Linked DNA regions of Mus musculus: region 1 is linked to region 2. A link is a contact called in public HiChIP or PLAC-seq data. All regions are on one chromosome and are shown on one strand. Each heading gives the region's core, a stretch centred on a gene start, on an enhancer-like site or on the middle of the called end of the contact. The rest is flanking DNA. Distances are from core to core; before and after follow the strand shown.

What was found. HiChIP or PLAC-seq counts read pairs in DNA pulled down with a chosen protein or histone mark.
Region 1: an H3K4me3 HiChIP or PLAC-seq map of the SCID.adh cell line shows a contact between it and region 2, with 28 read pairs. The contact joins two enhancer-like sites. A contact is called at or near these places in 7 of 484 Hi-C or Micro-C datasets (DN3 thymocytes, the G1E-ER4 cell line, embryonic fibroblasts and 4 more), 4 of 115 datasets of contacts at active chromatin or transcription factors (the SCID.adh cell line, T-cell acute lymphoblastic leukemia, embryonic stem cells and 1 more) and 1 of 9 other capture datasets (embryonic stem cells).

What each region holds. Positions count from the first base shown.
Region 1 is chr3:154,180,453-154,185,333 of GRCm38.p6, forward strand. All of the region lies in intron 2 of Slc44a5 (solute carrier family 44, member 5), which reads left to right. Among named protein-coding and RNA genes, the nearest start is that of Gm32399, 11 kb to the right of the region's middle. Within about 2 kb of position 2,704, at least 34 of the 459 cell types and tissues checked have an H3K27ac peak or open chromatin away from gene starts, as enhancers often do. A contact at or near this core is called in the SCID.adh cell line, where this site is marked.
Region 2 is chr3:154,094,088-154,099,452 of GRCm38.p6, forward strand. The region is part of intron 1 of Slc44a5 (solute carrier family 44, member 5); the gene reads left to right. It overlaps Gm40185 (a long non-coding RNA gene), which reads right to left. Exons shown (of 3, transcript XR_003954594.1): 1 at 1-5,365. Among named protein-coding and RNA genes, the nearest start is that of Gm40185, 2.7 kb to the right of the region's middle. Within about 2 kb of position 1,629, at least 2 of the 459 cell types and tissues checked have an H3K27ac peak or open chromatin away from gene starts, as enhancers often do. A contact at or near this core is called in the SCID.adh cell line, where this site is marked.

The DNA.
Region 1 (4,881 bases), core at 1,454-3,953, 87 kb after region 2:
CCCCCTGCTCACCAACCCTCCCACTCCTGCTTCCTGGCCCAGGCATTCCCCTACATTAGGGCATAGAACCTTCACAGGACCAAGGGCTTCTCCACCCATTGATGACCAACTAGGCCAACCTCTGCTATATATGCAGCTAGAGTCATGGGTCCTTTAATGTGTATTCATTGGTTGGTGATTTAGTCCCTGGGAGCTCTGGGGGGTACTGGTTGGTTCATATTGTTGTTCCTCCTATTCGGTAACCCCTTCAGCTCCCTGGGTGCAAGGCTACTTTTCATTTTCCAGAGCTTTAGGGAAGTTCCCCGAATGAAGTTGTATGCTTTGTTGTTTAATAATCCTGTAAAGGACCCAGCCTTCCTGACGCTGGCCCAGCCTACTGTCCCCACATTTTGTTCTGTAGCCATGCTGTAGCTCATAGACTTGGAAACAGTGTAGACTGGTTGTTACCAGTTTTTGCTGCTCTGTAGATATGTGCTGTGTTGTCTTCTACAACCTGTGTTGGCTAGGAATTTCCCTTGGCGGACACGGGTCTGTTCAATCCTTAGTTGTGAGGGAGGCTAGCTGTGTGTGCTGTTTTGGGTGATGGTTTTCTCTAGATGAACTGTTAGAGATCACTCATTGGAAGGCATTCTCTTCGTAAAGAATGGTGCTGTTCTGCAGCTGCTCTCAAAAACACCGAGATTCTTTGTAAAGTCATTATGAGTTGACACTTATAATTGCATTCATTTATAGGGTATAAAGAGATGTTATGAATTATAAATATAATGGATGACTAAATTAAGCTAGTTATCATGTCCATCAGTTCAACTATTTAACATTTTTTTTTTGTGATGAGATTTTGAAGTTTACTCTTAGCAGTTTTGGTATTGGCTGTACGTGTCGGTGTGCACTAGATCTAAGAGAACTGGCACCTTCTTCCTGTCCGAAGCTTATACCCTTTGATCGTTGTCCACACCCTCCCGACACCTGAGCCTCGATTCCCACTGTCCTGTGTTCTGCTTCTGTTAGTTCGACTACTCCGACTCTGCATATAAAAGGGAAGACTGGTGGTGTCTGTCTCTTTGTGATTGGCACAAACTACTTAGGAGGATGCTCTATGATCTACTCATGCTCTGTGTAGCAGATAGCTGACCACTGTTGCACTGAGCACATACATTGCATTTCATGTATCTGCTTGTTCATCTGTTGGCATCATTTAGACGGCATAACATGGCTTTGGTAAGTGTTGCCACTGTGAATGTGGAGGGCAGACATTCCTTCCGCGGACTGGTTCTCATACGTGTGTGGATACTCAGAACTGGGCTTTGTGGATATCATAGTCATTCCGTGTTTAATTCCCAAGCAATTTCCACCTAGTCCTCCATAATGTCTGTATCAATTTATATCTTTAATCAACAGAAGACAAGGACTCCTTTTCCCACACATCTGCCTCAACACTCGTTATCGTCTGTCTTTTTTTATAATAGCCTTCTGACAGGTGTGAAAGAAGATCTGCATTTCCCTAATTATTTGCATAGATCATTGTCTATCTGTATATCTTCCTTTGAAAATTACTGTCCATGTTCCCCTGTCCCCCAAATATCTGCACTTTATTACTATATGTCCTCGTTCACGAGAGGTTTTCTTCCCTGCCATAACAGAAAATCCAAGTAAAGTTGTCTCCTCCCTGAGGTGGCAACAGGCAGCTTGTACTGCCGAAGGTCGGCTTGGCTTGACACAATTTGAACTTTATTTTTCCAGACTCGAATCACAGATCAAGCAAATGTTCACAATACTGTAATGATTTTTACCTTGACATGAAAAGAATGAGGTAAACTAAATAAGCTGAAGGTTTTTATCCAGGACCTGTAAATCTGACCTGCCTTGATACAGCATGCTCAGATAACACAGGATCACAGGGCCCGGGCCCCATGGCCACTTCATCAAAGGCTCCAAGTTCTGAACTGTGTCCCATCACACTGGTCATGCAGATACCCAGAGTCCAGGTGCTCATCTCTTGCTTATATATCTGAATGCTCACATCAAACCAAAGGCCCCCCATGATGGTGAGATTTGGTAGTTCAAGCACAAACACTCAGTGAGGACTTTAAAGCCTTCTGATGTAAATCAGCTTCACTGGTGCATGGTGACAGTTTTGTCTGGAATGTGAGCGATGTCTGTGGTCATTTCCAGCCTCTTTGGGTTTTATCTTTGTCTTTATCCACATGTTCTGTGTTCTGTGTCTCCCTTATCAGCCTTATTTCTTCCCTGTGATACTCATTAATATGAATTTATCCCAGGTTAAGAGTTATATCAGGTGATGGTAGCATAGTTGTGAGTTGCCCTTGTTCTGAGGGATTTTATACATAACAAAAGGGACTGGCAACCAACAAGGGTTTTCAGTTCAGTGAGAGGAGAGAGGCTGGGTACAGTGAGAAAAGGCCCCTTTTAGTGAGTAGGGTCTCATGTAGCTTTGCTTCGTGAGATAAGTTTTCAGAGATCCTCATTCAGTAAATATTTATTAAGCATCTATTTTGTGCATAGGTCCTGTCATATGTTTCAGACGGCATGATGGCTGATAGTAGGTACTTACGACTTAGGTATTGTTCCTCAGTTGGTAGTGCTGTGGGACCTTCAGAAGATGGGGATGTGGGTAGAGACATTGGTCAGTAGACATGGTTGTGAAAGGCTCCATCCCAGTACCTAGTTCTTCCACTTCCTTGTTCACTGTGATGTGAGAAACCACAAGCCGCTGCTGTGGTGGCCTGAGCTGCTTTCCCGCCCCGGGGTTAGCCCCGACAAGCAAGTGATGATAAAATGTTAAGTATAGTGAGGTTTGAGAGAAACAGGAAACAAGCAATGGCGGCTTTGCCTGATATGGAAAGATGGCTCCTCAGTGAGGTTGCTTTTGTAGAAACCAAGACCTCTGCTGTAGCTGTGTTGATGTGGAATGCCAACTAAATAGCTTCCTGGTGAGGGTGTGCATAAGTCTCAAGCTCTGGGAGGAACAAGATCAGCTGTGTGTATGTGTGTGTGTGTGTGTGTGTGTGTGTGTGTGTGTGTGTGTGTTTGTGCTCACACACGAGTGTGTGTGCATGTATGTGTCTATGTTTGCATATTTGTGTGAATGTGGGCATGCACACATGCATGTAGGTACATGTGCATGGAGAGACCTAAGGTTGATGTCTGGAATCATCCCCCATTGTTTTTCCATTTTATTCATTGAGGCAGGGTCTCTCAATCAAACCCAGAGCTCATCAATACATTTAGTCTTGCTCTGTAGCTTGTTTTGGGCATGGTCTTCTGAGTTTAGAATTGCAGATAGGCTGCCAGGTTCTGAGTATCTGAGCATGGGTCTTGGTGCTTGCTTGGTCCATCTCCTCAGCCTGTGCACATCCAGTCCACGGTGTGTGTCTGAACTTGTGTCCTACTCACTGAGGTGCTTTGCTTCATTACTTCCCACGTTGCCATGGTTGGCTTGGTTGAGCAAAAGCCCTCTGGTAGCACTGTGGACAGCATGGCCCTGGCAGACCATGGCACTGCCTCGATCTCCATGCTACTTACTTACATCGCGATTTGCTTGCCTTAGTTAATGGAACTGTAGATGCAGAGCAAACTGATGGAAGAACTACGACCTGTCTGTGTGGTGGGAACTGGAAGATCTGGATTAAACCAGCCTTATCCAGAGCAGAAACATTTTTCTTCGTTTATTTTGAAGATGGTTTACAACTCATCCTTAGACCGCCTCATTATGTCTTTCAGAAACAGTTCTCAGAGAACGACTAATCAAGAGGTTGGGGGGGGGGCGGGTGTTGGGAACACATTGGGAAAAACAGATGTTTGCTATTTAAAGCTCTGCAGATGATTGTTCATTCTGTTTCTGGTGAAAAGACGTTCTTATCCACTAAATAAATATATTGTCTTTGAGTGCGTGCCCTTCTGTGTCATGGCAGTGGGGCATTTTCGCTGCTGGCGTTGGAAATGAAAATGTTCTGCTCATTTTGCACAATAGGGAAGGAGGGTGAGGAAAGCATCGGTAAATTCACTCTTCTCCACCTGCCTACCACGAAGCAGGTGAATGGGAAGGTGCTGAGGGATTTTGGGAAATACTACCAGGCTGCATGTCCTTGGAGGTCAACAAGCATAGCCGAGTTTGTAGGAACACTAAAGCTGCGATCACAGGTAGATATAAATGTGAAGATTTTAGCCAAATGGAAAGAAGTGGGAGAAAGGAGCCGTACCCATGATTACATACTACACTGACCTGGGAGAATTTAAAGGAATAAGCATTGTTAAATATTTACAAAACCAGATTAAATAATTACCCATTCAATTAGCAAAGAACTTTAGAGTTTTTTTTTAGTTCAGCTCCCTGTTTATGGGAGGAATAAACAAACCCCAAAACAACTGGAAAAGTCTAATCATGATGATCGGGTACTGGGTTGGCAAAGTGCTTGGATTCAGATCTCTAGGTTAGACCCTTACCAGGCTTCCCTGGCTGTGCCACAGAAAACTCAGGGGCCCCCAAGCTCAGACCATTGACTGAGCTCACAATCCCCCCATCTACTCTACTCCTGGTGCCTACCAGTAAGGGAAAGCATATTGAGGTCTGCAAGAGAAAAGGGTCAGCAATTTATAAAGGTAGGCCCATCAGAATAACACTGCATCTTTAAAACAGGAACTTTTACAAACAAAAGGAACTGAAAAGGTGTAAAAGATCACCTGTCCACCCTAGAAAGCTACTAACATTAAGAGGGAAGTAAACACTTCCTAGAGGAACCAGACACTTCCACTACACCAGCCCTACAGACCTTGGCTAAGGAATACGTCAATCTGGAAAGGATAAACACAGCCTAGAGGTCATAGGGAACACTATCAATCAATGCAAGATCAGGTAAGCAA
Region 2 (5,365 bases), core at 379-2,878:
GCAGAACTGCAGGCTTCCTTGTGTTCTCTGAAGCACCCACCCTCTTCTCTCCTGAGTGTGGTTTGCACTGTGGTTTTAAGCTAGAGCCCAAGGGTGTTTGAAAACCAAAGCTTTAACGGCACTGGTGGATCTCATCCAGCTTTTTAAATATTGCTTTGAGGATTGCTTTGAGAGGTTTGTTGTTCTCAAAATCTCTGATCCTTTCTGGTCACTCCTCATTGTTTTTACAGAAACATCTAAATGTGTAGAAGATCTTTATGTGGTGTCTCAGGAGATGATTGCTCATAAATAGTTGTGTGTAAAAGAACTTTTTTTTTTTTTTAAAAATTCATAAGACATCCTTGAAGGCCCCTTTCTTTTTTGAAGGGCAATTCTTCACTTTAAGAGGCAGGACACATCGATTCTGCTTTTCATTTGTCTCATAAGCACAACATTTTTTTTAGCCCAAAGGTGTAATATATTTTTCATTTTACACCATAATATTTTGCTATATCATGTGCTTTTTGGTTTCAGGGTGACATAAGACTAGGAAAGGGAAGGAAAAATAAATAAATTCTCTGTGTTTTGGCTGGGAGTGGATATCAATCTGCATTCAAATAGGCAGCATGGTGGGACTGACTTCTCACCCAGTCTGCGCTGGCATTCTTTAACTCTGGAATCTCATCCATGAACCACTCACCAAGCCTTACTGACTATAGTGACTACAAATAGGTTGCTACTCCTTAAAGAGTAGCTGACATAGGTGGTTGGTAGTTTACCTCTGGATATTATGAGGATCTATCTAGTAATGGATGTGAAGGAAGTGGCTCCAAATACCACTGCCTTGTTCCGAGATGGGAACGAGCAGAGCAAGAGTGTCTTCACAGGTTACACAGAGTAGTGATAGATGTTCTTAATTACCCGTCAGAGCCTCAGAGGGACCCCATGTCTCTGTGAAAGCTGTGTGTGAGCAGTTCTCATATAGCCGCTTCCTCTCCACTCTCAACCTTCGAAATGGTGCACAGTCTTTTATGCAATTAGCCTTGTAGCGTGTTCAATCATTCTGTTACTTTTGGATAGTGGAGTACTGCCATTTCCCCTACAGTTCTTAACGTTGTTGTGATGGATAACTGGGAAACTGTCCCCATATTTTGACTTTCCAAGGATGTCAACTTTTAGAGATGATGAGTTGTGTAAGAGTAGAAAACTAATTCAGTTTTCTGCTCGACATTGAACAAATATCCAAGGACAAGGCAGTTGGCTACAAGCTGGGAAAGGGTGGGAAAGGTAAATAGGAAAAAGGCTTACTCGGGGTTGATGTGAATTTTTTTCCCGTTGTGAGAATATTGGCAATATAAAATAATAATAATAACAACAACAACAACAATAATACTCTGGTGGTTTGAATGAGAATATCGTCCGTAAGCTCATGTATATGAATACTTGATCCCCAGTTGGTAGAACTATTTTGGAAGGATTAGAAGGTGTGACCTTGTTGGAGGAGGAGTGTCACTAGGGTCAGGCTTTGAGGCTTCAAAAGTCTCCTAGCAGACTCATGTGCCCTCTGTCTCCTGCTTGCAGATCAATAAGTGAGCGCTCAGCTGTTTCTTCCACTATGCCTTGGTTCTGCCATCATGGATTCTAAGCCCTCTGGAACTGTAAGCTCACGTAAATGCTTTCTTTTACAGGTTGTCTTGGTCATGGTGTTTGATCAGAGTGGTAGGAAAGTAACGAACGGGTCAAGGCAACATAGAAGAAAGACTTTATTTGGGTTTACTTTTCCAGAAGCATAGAGTCCATCATTGGTGGGGAGGTATTACTAAGATCAGGAAGCTGAGGGAGAGAGAAAGACAGAGGGTGGGGGAGGGGCACAGTCTGAACTGGAAACATAAAGGCAGAGAGGATGTGAACTGGAGTGGGGTGAGAGTACTTACTCTAACTCTTGCCCTGGTAAGACATTTCCTTCAGCAGGGCTGCAACTCCTAAACCTTGAAAACACTGCCACCAACTGAGAACCAAGTGTTTAAATATACGTGTCTCCATGCAGGGCATTGCTCATTTGAACCACCATAAAAAAAAAAAAAAAAAAAAAAAAAAAAAAAAAAAAACCAACAGAGATTTGTGGATGATTTCAGTTTCACTGTCTAGATCAGTATGCATGTGCATGTGTGCCACATGTGTTTATGGCTACAGAGGCTAGAAGGGGGTGTTGCATGTATACCTTTGTGCTTGAGTTTTAGTTATAGACAGTGCTGAGCTACCCACTTAGGGTGCTAGAAACTGAACATACTTGAATCCTTAGGAAGGGCAGAAGAGCTCTTAACAGCTGAACTGTTTTTTGTTTTTAAAACAAAATCCCATTTGTTCAATTTTACCAATGAAGACACAGAAGGCAGATGCTGGGGTAGAAGCCTGATGCTGAGAGAGGCAGAGAAAGCACCAGGTGCCTTTCCTCCTCAGCTGACAACCCTGGAGGCATGCACCTCTCTCACACTGTCTCAAAACACCCTTTTTTAAACTGAATGTCCCTCCTTTCTACTTCCTGTGCATCTCTGTCCTCCCGGCTCCCTTACTCTCTCTTTTTTATTAACGATCCTTTGTTCACTTACGGTCAACTGGTTGCTTGTTCCATCACTTGACCCATGGTTGGCTTTATTTAATCTCGCTTACAACATTCAAGCAGAAAGCTCTTGGATTAAAGGTGTGTGCTAAGGCTGAGCCACACCTCAACTAGAAACAGGTTTTTCTGGCAAAGAACACAACCTCAGGGTTCACAGTGTGATCAAATATCCTGCAACAGCTATCTCCCTAGCCCTCTTTGCCCCCGTTGAATAATTTATCAGAATTAGTTGAATGGACTCTAAAAGTGTCTAGGAGCTATACAGTCTCATACAAATGGCCAGTGTTATAGGTGAATTGATTAAATAAATATGCAGGGAATTGTGCATTTATAAATTAGTTCAGATGTTCCAGTTCTATTAAAAAAAATCTTGAAGGAAAGGGTTCGTTTTTTATTTATTTCTTTCTTTTTAAGATATTGAAGCCCTGAAAAGCTGAGCTTACATTTTGTGAATATGTTTATTGTTCTAACCACATTTCAGCTACTGGCACTAGGCTACAAATTGCCACTCACTCTACATAAAGTTGGAAATAGACAGGCCACCCGGCAGCAATGCAGACTGCTTTAATGATGGTCTCTCTTACAATACCACTTCTTATTAGCATAATATTACAGATACCATTTGTATCCAGAGTTCCAGAGTTCAAGAACAAAATGTTCTGAGCTTCTGCAGCAAGGCTCTGTCCTATGGACAGCACAGGGAATGTGTATTCAGTGCGGGTGACTCATGTACAGATCAGTAGTACTGCTGCTCCAGTCACTTGCCTATAGAAGCAGCTCATAGAGGAGCTATTCTCCACTTCTACGTGTTGGTTTTGAGAGGGCTGCTTTTGCACAGGGATGCTTCTAGATTACAGTGGCTATGTGTGTTAATCTTGATTATCAGTTTGATAGACTGGGAAAAGCCTATAAGACTTTCTCTGACCTAATGAATGGGTTAATTCTTCCGGGAGTCATAAACCGATGGCCTTGATGGGAGGTGATAGAAAGTGGAGCTAGAACATTTGCATTTTAGATTTTTTATGTATATGAGTATTTTGCTTGCATGTATTTATGTGCCTGAAAAGGTTAGAAATGGGGTCAGATTTCTTGAGTTACAGGCAGTTGTGAGCCCCTGTGTACATGCTGGGAATAGCTCTTGCCTCCTAAACCCTCTCAAGGTTGCATCCAATTCTCTATCCATTTATTGTATCTTCATCATAGCCATTGGAGTCTGCTGACTGTCCTCCATGCCTGTCTCCCTCAAATCTACCATTGGTGATGCTGTTATCAGTGATCAGCATTAAGTGTATGCTCTTCTGACTGAAACTCTGCAGCATTTCGGAACCTATATGATGCTGGAGCTCTTAGGACACCAGTGCCCTCCAATATCTGTTTTTTCCATTCCCTTTGCTCTTGTGAACAATACATTTGTCATGCTGTGTACCCAGCAAGTCTGGGACACTTGTTCTCAGGTAAATCACACACAACACACCTTTTTACCTGTGAGCTTTCACTTCTAGCTTCCCTCTTTGGCCAGAAACATACTTCTGTTTACACCATCCTCTGCTTATTTCTTCCTTACTTCTCACGACTCCAGTGAGTTCTCCCCAGCTAGAGTCCTCCATGATTGCACCTGACACATGATATTGAAGTTCTGTTTGTATTTTGGGCTCTCTTACCAGGTGGTAAGCTTACAGAGGGTAAGTAAGGACCAGGTCTGTGTCCCTGCATCCTTGGTGTTGGGTGCAGGGTAAGTGGTCAGCAAACACTTCTTCAACTGACCTCAAGGATGTGCCCCCGACTTCCTTATAACCAGCCTCATCTAGCACCACACGCCTCACCCCATCAGGCAGCTCAGAGAACGTCTACAGTTTCTTTAGTATTCCATGCTGACTTCCAAGGGCTTGCAGGAGGATGCTCTTCCAAGAGTCTGGGAGTCCTTCCCTCCTTCCTTGCTGTGCAGTCAGTTACTAGCTACTCTTTTAGATGGTGGCTTGTCTGGGATGCATCTTCCTCTAAAAACTCAGTTCTTCCTTGACAGGTCAGACCAGGAAATGCACTTTATCTTCTTCAGGTATCTCCTGTGACCACAGCCCAGGTTAAACTGGTGGTCACTTGGGGGACTACTTATCTTTATTCCTAGCCTGGGAGTGCCACTGCCTGCTACTGGGTCTATGATATGGTAGAAATTTGAGAGAGAGGGAGGGGATGAAGGAAGGGCAGAGGGAGCAGGTAAAGAGGAAGGAGGACATAGTTTTTCTTCTTATTTTGAGAAGAGAAAGAATTAAAATCTTCCCACCTCTATGTGCACACATGTGTGTGCTAGTGCACGTGTATATGCATGTGCACACGTGTGAGTGCTGTGTGTGTGTGTGTGTGTGTGTGTGTGTGTGTGTGTTGGGTCTTCCTCAGTAGGCTCTCCCACTGGGACAAGAGGCCTGTTAGTTAGGCTAGACTGTGAGCCTCAGGGATCTGCTTTGCCTCTGCCTGTCCAGTGCTGGGATTGGAAGTGGTTGCTCCCTTCCCGGCATTTTATGTGGGTGCTGGGGATCGAACTCAGGTCTTGTGATTGTGTGGTAGGCACTTTATTAACTGAGCCGTCTCTCACCTCCAAGAACTAAACTTTTGAGAACCTAGGAGGAGGCTCTCACTGAGTGCTAGGTGTTAATCTGGGTAGTATTGGAGAAGAAAGCAATCAGACACAAGAGGCTTGGAAAAGAGGAAACACTGAAAGTTCACAGTGTGGGACCTGTGCTTACTCAGGCTTAGCGGATGTGTTATTTC